2 separate regions of the Mus musculus genome follow, and region 1 is linked to region 2. Evidence: chromatin contacts called from public Hi-C data. All regions are on one chromosome and are shown on one strand. Each heading gives the region's core, a stretch centred on a gene start, on an enhancer-like site or on the middle of the called end of the contact. The rest is flanking DNA. Distances are from core to core; before and after follow the strand shown. Region 1 overlaps Dscaml1 (DS cell adhesion molecule like 1). Region 2 has its middle 18 kb from the start of Tmprss13.

Region 1 (3,505 bases), core at 714-3,213, 360 kb before region 2:
ACTCTCTCTGGACCCCCACGGAGTTTCCTTCTTTCCTTTCCCTTTCAAACAATTCCTTTCCTTTTAAAGAAAGAAAACAAGTAAAGTTATTGTTTTTTTGAAGAGGTAATATATTCAGGTGCAGAGCTTCAGAAAGTCGAAGAACATAGATGGAAACACAGGGTCTCCCTCAGCCCCTGGCCTCAGCCTGCTGTCTTGCCCCTCGAGGCCACAATTGTGGCTACCTGTCTTTTAATAGCAGCTGCCGCAGGCCAGGCATCCATCTTCCCAGAGGACAGCTAGGCTTTTTGAGGCAATGTTGACCTGTGATGACCCTCCTGTGCCCACTGTGGAGTGGGGTTCCTGGCTGTTGTACCCTCTGTTTCTGGGGGAGGAGGGAGGGCAATAAGCAGGCAGTCAGAAATGAGGGTGTGCCAGCGAGCTGAGTTTGCTGGATAAACTCCACACTGACAGCTTTATAGACTATAGCTGCCTGTGACTTTAGAGAACACAGGTTACTGAGACCAGAGAAGTATAGGGACCAGCTCAGGAGGACATGGCAGACCAGAGCTCTGAAAGCAGCTTGCCCTTGTCCTGGTTCAGCAGCTGGGGCCCCAGATGGAATAATCTAACACGCTGAATGGAGTAAATGGGGGAGCTGCAGACTCACCGCATCAATGGGGGCTGTCAGCTCTTTGCTCTTGTACCTTGGAGAGGAGTCAGGGCAGGAGTCTCTCCCAGAGAGGAACTTTCCAGAGGTGCTTCTCTGTCTCTGCTTATGGCTGGGACCCAGGAGGTCCAAGTGACACATCTACCTGGTCTCTAGACTGCCTTAAGACTTTGGGTGAGTCTCATGACCTCTGCTCTGAGTGTCTCCCCTGCCCAGGGGAGGTGGTTATGACACCACCGTATCTTTTTTTTTTTTTTTTTAGAGATTTATTTTTTATTATGTTTGAGTACACTGTAGCTGTCTTCTGACACACCAGAAGAGGGCATCAGATCTCATTACAGATGGTTGTGCGCCACCATTTGAACTCAAGACCTTCAGAAGAGCAGTCAGTGTTCTTAACCGCCTGGCACCTCCATATCTTACATTTCCGTCCTAGGCAATGCGTGGCAGGCTGTGTGCCACGGTGCCTCACAGACACAGGAGGGGCAGATGCACCGTTGATTGCCAACTGATGCTCATCCCCCTTCCCTCCCGTCCAGATCTGCGGTCCTCTCCCCTCCTCCACCCCAGTGGGAACGGTTGATTGGTTGGGATCAACAGAGCCAGTGCCAGAGAAGAATTACTCAATGTGACACTTAATTGATGCGAAATACACAAATTCCATGGCACAGGGCAGAATTTACAAGCGGAGGGGCCGCCAGGGTGGCTGAGGAGGGGCAGGGTAGGGGGGAGAGAATTAATCACCGAGGCCTAGGCGTGAAATTAAATTCCAGGGGGTGGTAGGGAAAAGAAACCTCTTTCATTACCAGGAAGCAGAGACGTAAAGGGCTATGGCGTGTACACGTGACATCCCAGGGGACTGGGCGCTGCCAGCGTAGGCTCTGGGCTGGGAACGACAGCTCTGCCTGAGGTTGTGGGGCCCCAGGTCAGGCTGCTGGGATGCCCTGTTGTCTGAGCTAAGGCTGGAACCAGGGCACACAGAGTCTGCTCCATGGTTGTCCTGCATTTGCTGGGGAATGGCAATCCGGTTCCACATCCTGTCTGGTCCCTTGTTCTCTGTCTCACGGTGAGGCTCAGACTAAGTCTCTGAGAGGTTGATGCTCTGCTTTGGAGAAGTCTCTAGAAAGCCCCAAGTCATATGGAAGGGGTGTTATCACGGAGGATTCAGGGGAGACTTAGTCTCTTTCTGTAACTGCCCTGTTTGACTTAGAAAACAGAAAAATAGAAAAAGTTCCCTACTCTTATGCCCTGCCTTGGGAATGTGACAGAGACAGGAAGATGGTGTAGGAACCACAGGGCAAAGACACAGACCTCCCTGCCAATGCTGGCTTCTGGAGGCCTGCCAGGCATCAAGTACCACTGAATCCCACATGCCATAGCCAGTGGCCTCCTAACGACTGCCCAGCTAACTGTATTTGCCGTTCTCTTGGACTTCACTGGACGCTTGCTAGTCCAGCTCGCAAAGAGCCTCTGGCCTTCTTGCGTCATCTCCAACCCAGGATGTGGCCCCCTCCTCATCCCCCTCACCTTCACATATGGGGAGCCCTTTCAGGCGCTCATAGGCCTTCGAGACACGGAGCAGGTGCTTCCTGGGGACAGGCTGGGCTTAGGGGCGCAGTAGGGGCAGTGAGCCTGGCAGTCCCCAGCTCCCCTGATGCCTTTCCCTGCCTCCCTCTCAGATCACTTGCGTTTTTTTTTTTTTTTTTTTCAGAGACAAGCAGCTTGCAGCTGCCTTGTCACATCACATCACATCAGGGCCCTGCGTCACTGCAAGGTCTCTCCTCCTCTCCTTGCTGTTCTCTTCCCTCCGGCATCTTCCTTCCTTTCTCCCACTTCCCTTTGTCTTGGTGTGTCTCTCTGGTCTGGGTCTAGGTCTTCTTTCCTATCCTGAACCACTCTCTCTGGGCCCAGGCCTCTCTCCCAGAATTGTCCAGACATCTTTGTATCTGACCTCTGTCCCTTTAGGTGAGGTTTTATCTCCTAGTCCTTAGAGGCACGGTTCCTCCACCGTGCCTTTTACCCAACACGATGGTGTAGGCCTAGAAAGAAAAGCTGGCACAGCCTCCAGCTTCCAGAATCTGTTCTTTTGAGGGACCCCTGCCTAATCCTCACTCCCCACTCCCAAAGCTGTAAGTCTGGCCACCGGCGCACAGAATGAAGGATTTGATGGGGGAGAGCAGAGCAGGACTGCAATAGGAGCTCTCTGTGCCCCCACCCCTGCACTGTGTGAGGAGCATGCAAATGAGATGCAAAGCACCATGCAAACAAGGCTCTGTAATTTGGAAGCAAACCACTCCAACGGAACACACTCTGAGTTGGCTACAGATTCAGAAGTCCTACCACATGGTCTGCGCCATGGCCAAGTGTCATTGTCTCACCACAGACACATGATTTCCCACGGCGCTCCCCAATGCCACAAATGTTTGCTTGGTTTTCACTGGGTGCTAGCCACAGGACCAGACATCAGAGACATGAGGGTCAGACTGGGCAGTCTGGTTATTGCCTCCCGATTCCCGTTTGCTTGATCTTTCTTTCAACTGTGTTAGGCACATGAGACAGGTCCTGAGGGGTCACCTGTCAATGAGGGTTGATGTCCCTAAGCTATAGATGACAGAAACAGACAGAATAGCTGAGTCCTTTTCCAGAGCCTGGAGTGGGGCATGATCCTGTGGTTTTAGCCACCCACAAAGTGAGTTTCTATCAGTTCGTTCTCTCTTTCCATTCCTCCCCATCTCTTCAAGGCAAGGATGTTCAAACTGCTGGTCAACGCCCCCACCCCATCCCCACCCCCAGGAGGCTGTGCTATCCATTCTGTGGGTTGCAACCAGCATTGAAGAAAATTAAAATAGCATGGAA
Region 2 (3,648 bases), core at 581-3,080:
GCTCAGACTGTCTCTAACTACATAGCTAAGGACGACCAAAGCCTCAGCAAGGACAGAGGCCAGGTCCACTTTAGCTTTCCTTATTGAATCTCATTATCAGGTTTTTGGTTTTTTTTTTGTTTTTTGTTTTTGTTTTTGTTTTTGTTTTTGTTTTGTTTTTTTTTTTTTGTTTTTTGTTTTTTTTTTCAAGACAGGGTTTCTCTGTATAGCCCTGGCTGTCCTGAAATTCATTTGGTAGACCAGGCTGACCTCGAACTCAGAAATCCGCCTGTCTCTGCCTCATTATCCGTTTTAATAGTAAAGTAAGCCCAAAAGATGGCATCGGATTGGTAAAGGATGAGATCTCCAGCCTCAAACTTAGGAAGCTGCCTGTACAGACGGCTGGGCTTGAGCAAGCCTTGTATCCGGGTATTTTTGGTAACCACCTCCTCCTTCCCCCTCTGGCCCTGGTCAGCTATCAGCATGCACATTCACACCGCCTACCCTCGCCTTGAACTGGAAAGTACACAATGGGGTACAGTGGCATGGCCCCTGTTAGCATTCCTTCTAGGCTCCGCCCAACAGTTACCTAGCAACAGCCAGGTAGGCCTGGCTTGTTCTTAAAGACTTTGTTTGGTCGCTCCTTGCTCACTCTGCCCCCACCCCTGACTCTCTTCTCTCGCTGACCCCTTTCTCCTTCTCCCTCTACCCCCTGTCTTTCTCTGTCTCTACTCCCTTCCCAACCCCCCTTCCCACGCATAAATAAACTCTGTCCACACTATACCTGTCCTATGGCTGGTACCTCAGAGAGAAGGGATGTCACAGCACAGGCCCACCAAGGCCCCCTCCCACTGTACCATACTTGGTTCTATCAAACATATCCTGGCTCTCTTTTATAAAGCACAACAGCTACTGTGTAGACAGAGGTGCAGACTCAGTGTTGCACAGATGGCAGGTATCTTGGACGTCTCAATACTGATTTTTAGGCCTTGCATTCCTCTATTACGAGACTGCAGCCCAGTAGGATATAATGATGGAGTCGTAGTCCAGTAGGACCCAAACTGCTCTGTTAGCAATGGGGGTGGTAAAGGCCTTGCTATGGGGATTCTCTGTACCACTTCCTGCCTAAGATATGATGCTGGGAGTAGAGCTGCTGAGTACCCTCACAGCCAGCCCAGGCACCTCCCCTCCCTGCTCCAGTGACCTTTGTCATCGTTAATATCTATGATGTGTAGGACTTGCTAGGCAAGTAACTACCTCATTGGCGATGGCCTATGGTTTCTTCTTCCTCCACCTCCTCCTCCTCTTCTTCCTCTTCCTCCTCCATCCTCTGCTTCTTCCTCCTCCCCCTTTATTATCACCACCATCATCATCAGATCTTTACCAAACAGGCCAGTGGTCCAGATATTATGCTGAGTGTTGGGGAGGGATGTTCATGAGATAAAAGTGATTAATGAGATATGACCAGCACATGCTACATTCCACAGTCAGGGAGATAAGATATGGACTCAGTCTGTAGGGCAGTGTGTCATAAATGCCAGGCACAGGGTGAAGTTGACTAGTGATGCCTGGTTTCAGAGGAGAGAGAGCATGCGCTAGAACTGTGAGCGAGGCTGGGCTGGGCTGGCTTAGAGTGTTTTCCACTCTGTCATCCATTTACTTCACGTTGTTCCGTGCAGGGATCAGTCAGATGCTCTCACGACATTGCCCAGATACAAAAGAACCCGGACTGGACTGATGATGAGTGAAGAGTGGGTACTCCGTGAATGAAATGAGAAGCCCACTTCCTCTGCACCCAGTGCCTGATGTAACGTCGTGCAGCCTGGGTCGCAAGCGGAAGAACCCCACCTGCTGAAGTCATCCCTGCTGAGTCATTTCCGGGGAAGTGACTTGGAGAATCTGCACGCTCGCGTGAATGTCCTGCCTTCCAGTTTCTGTCTTCGGGCGCCACCTAGTGACAGCATTCGGAAAAGCTCTCTGCTCCTTCCACCTCCTGGCTACCCCCAGTACCGGTTTTCCTCAGTTGCCTCATACCCTGTAGCTCCCAGTACGAGACACCCCTCTTCCCAGTCCACTTCCTCTATAATTTTCTCACTTTGACCTTTTCCCTGAGCATCCTCTTGAAGAAACATCATCTTGTCATCTTCACGGACTTTTCGGAGTTCTCTAAGGGATCCTTTCTAAATTAATTCAGTGCTTTGCCAGTGAGGTGTTGGGGAAGCCGATGCCACTCTTCAGGTCCCTGAGACTTAATGCTTCCCAATGTTGCCTCTAGATCTGCATCCTCTTCATGTGTCCCCCTTTTCTGTACCACTTGGTATACCACACTAGACCAAATTAGAGTGTCCTGGTGGCACATATCTGTTTGGGTGTCCTGGGGTATGCAGATTGGCAAGAGCCATGCTCTCAGGAGATGTGACAGAGGGAGGCAGGTGAGGACTCACAAATTAACTAATGGATGTAACAATGAATGATCCAGAGGAAACAAAGTGGTTAGCTGAAAGTAGAAGAATCTATGTGGTGATGGGAATGGTAAGAAGGTTTCAGAGGAAGACAACAAAGAGGGGGCTGGAGAGATGGCTTAGTGCTCAAGAGCACTTGTTCTTACAGAAGACCCAGGTTCCATTCCCAGCAGCCATACGGTGGCCCACAACTGTTCATAACTCCAGTTCCAGGAGCTCTGGCACCCTCTTGTGGCCTCTGTGGGCATTACGCCCACTAGACATACATGCAGGCCAGGCACTCATACACTTAGAAAAACAAACCAATGAGAACAGTGAGGACGGAGGGGGAAGAAGTGAACAGTGAGTCCCTTTGGGGTTGATGCGCTACCATGAGACCCTTGGGGCAAGGTGGTCAACATGACTTTAAAGGTAGCAATGTCCTTGTGTATGCTGGAGTGTAGGTCCCCGAGACAGGCACGCTGGCTTCTCCTTGGACCTTCGTTTTCAGTGGATTGATTACATACATAAGGGAGTTTTTACTCTTTCACTTGGCTTCTCTGTTGGTTTGGGTGGGAATCAAAGAGAGAACTGAGAGTGGCACCCAGAGACCGGAGCAGAGAGCAGCTGTTTGAAAACAGAAGTGCAGAGTGAACTCACACAGGGCTCCCTTGGAAGTCCCTCCGGAGAAGACTCAGATGACATCACCTCCGGGGCCGAGCTGAGCTCATCTCCTGGGACTCTCAAAGAGCAGGGACTGCTACCAAAAGATGGGGGGGGGTCACAGTCCTGTCACAGTCTCTACCCCAAGAAGACAATAGATAAATAGATCTACCCAACCAGACCAATAGAGAGAACCAGAAAGGAGATTTGCTCATTGTGGTCACATTGGGAAGAGGCAGATCCAGTGACCACTTCAAGTCCATCTCAGAACCCTAAAGTGAAATTGAAATTTAAACAGAGGGCTAGGAACTTGCATATCTAAGCAGTCCTGGTCAGAACGCCCACTGATCCATTATTGTCTGGGCTTCATTCCGTTTCATGAGGTGATCTGAGAAGCTGTGAGTGTCTTTCTGGGAAACAAGTACTCTCTCACTCCCAGCCAGTTTGATAGTCAGGTCAGGAGATACCTAGTTCTTCCAGGCCTGTTACTGGAGAATGGCTGATTTCTTGGATTAACCTTCAGTGCACTCACTGTGCCCTTTAGGATTGGCCTTTGGGTATCTCA

What was found. Hi-C and Micro-C count contacts between places; a contact is called where the count stands out from the background.
Region 1: a contact with region 2 is called in a Hi-C map of muscle stem cells, with 4 times the contacts expected there. The contact joins two enhancer-like sites. A contact is called at or near these places in 1 of 484 Hi-C or Micro-C datasets (muscle stem cells) and 1 of 9 other capture datasets (pancreatic islet).

What each region holds. Positions count from the first base shown.
Region 1 is chr9:45,663,004-45,666,508 of GRCm38.p6, reverse strand. All of the region lies in intron 4 of Dscaml1 (DS cell adhesion molecule like 1), which reads right to left. Among named protein-coding and RNA genes, the nearest start is that of Gm22069, 30 kb to the right of the region's middle. Within about 2 kb of position 1,963, at least 47 of the 459 cell types and tissues checked have an H3K27ac peak or open chromatin away from gene starts, as enhancers often do. A contact at or near this core is called in muscle stem cells, where this site is marked.
Region 2 is chr9:45,298,838-45,302,485 of GRCm38.p6, reverse strand. No RefSeq gene overlaps it. Among named protein-coding and RNA genes, the nearest start is that of Tmprss13, 18 kb to the left of the region's middle. Within about 2 kb of position 1,830, at least 318 of the 459 cell types and tissues checked have an H3K27ac peak or open chromatin away from gene starts, as enhancers often do. A contact at or near this core is called in muscle stem cells, where this site is marked.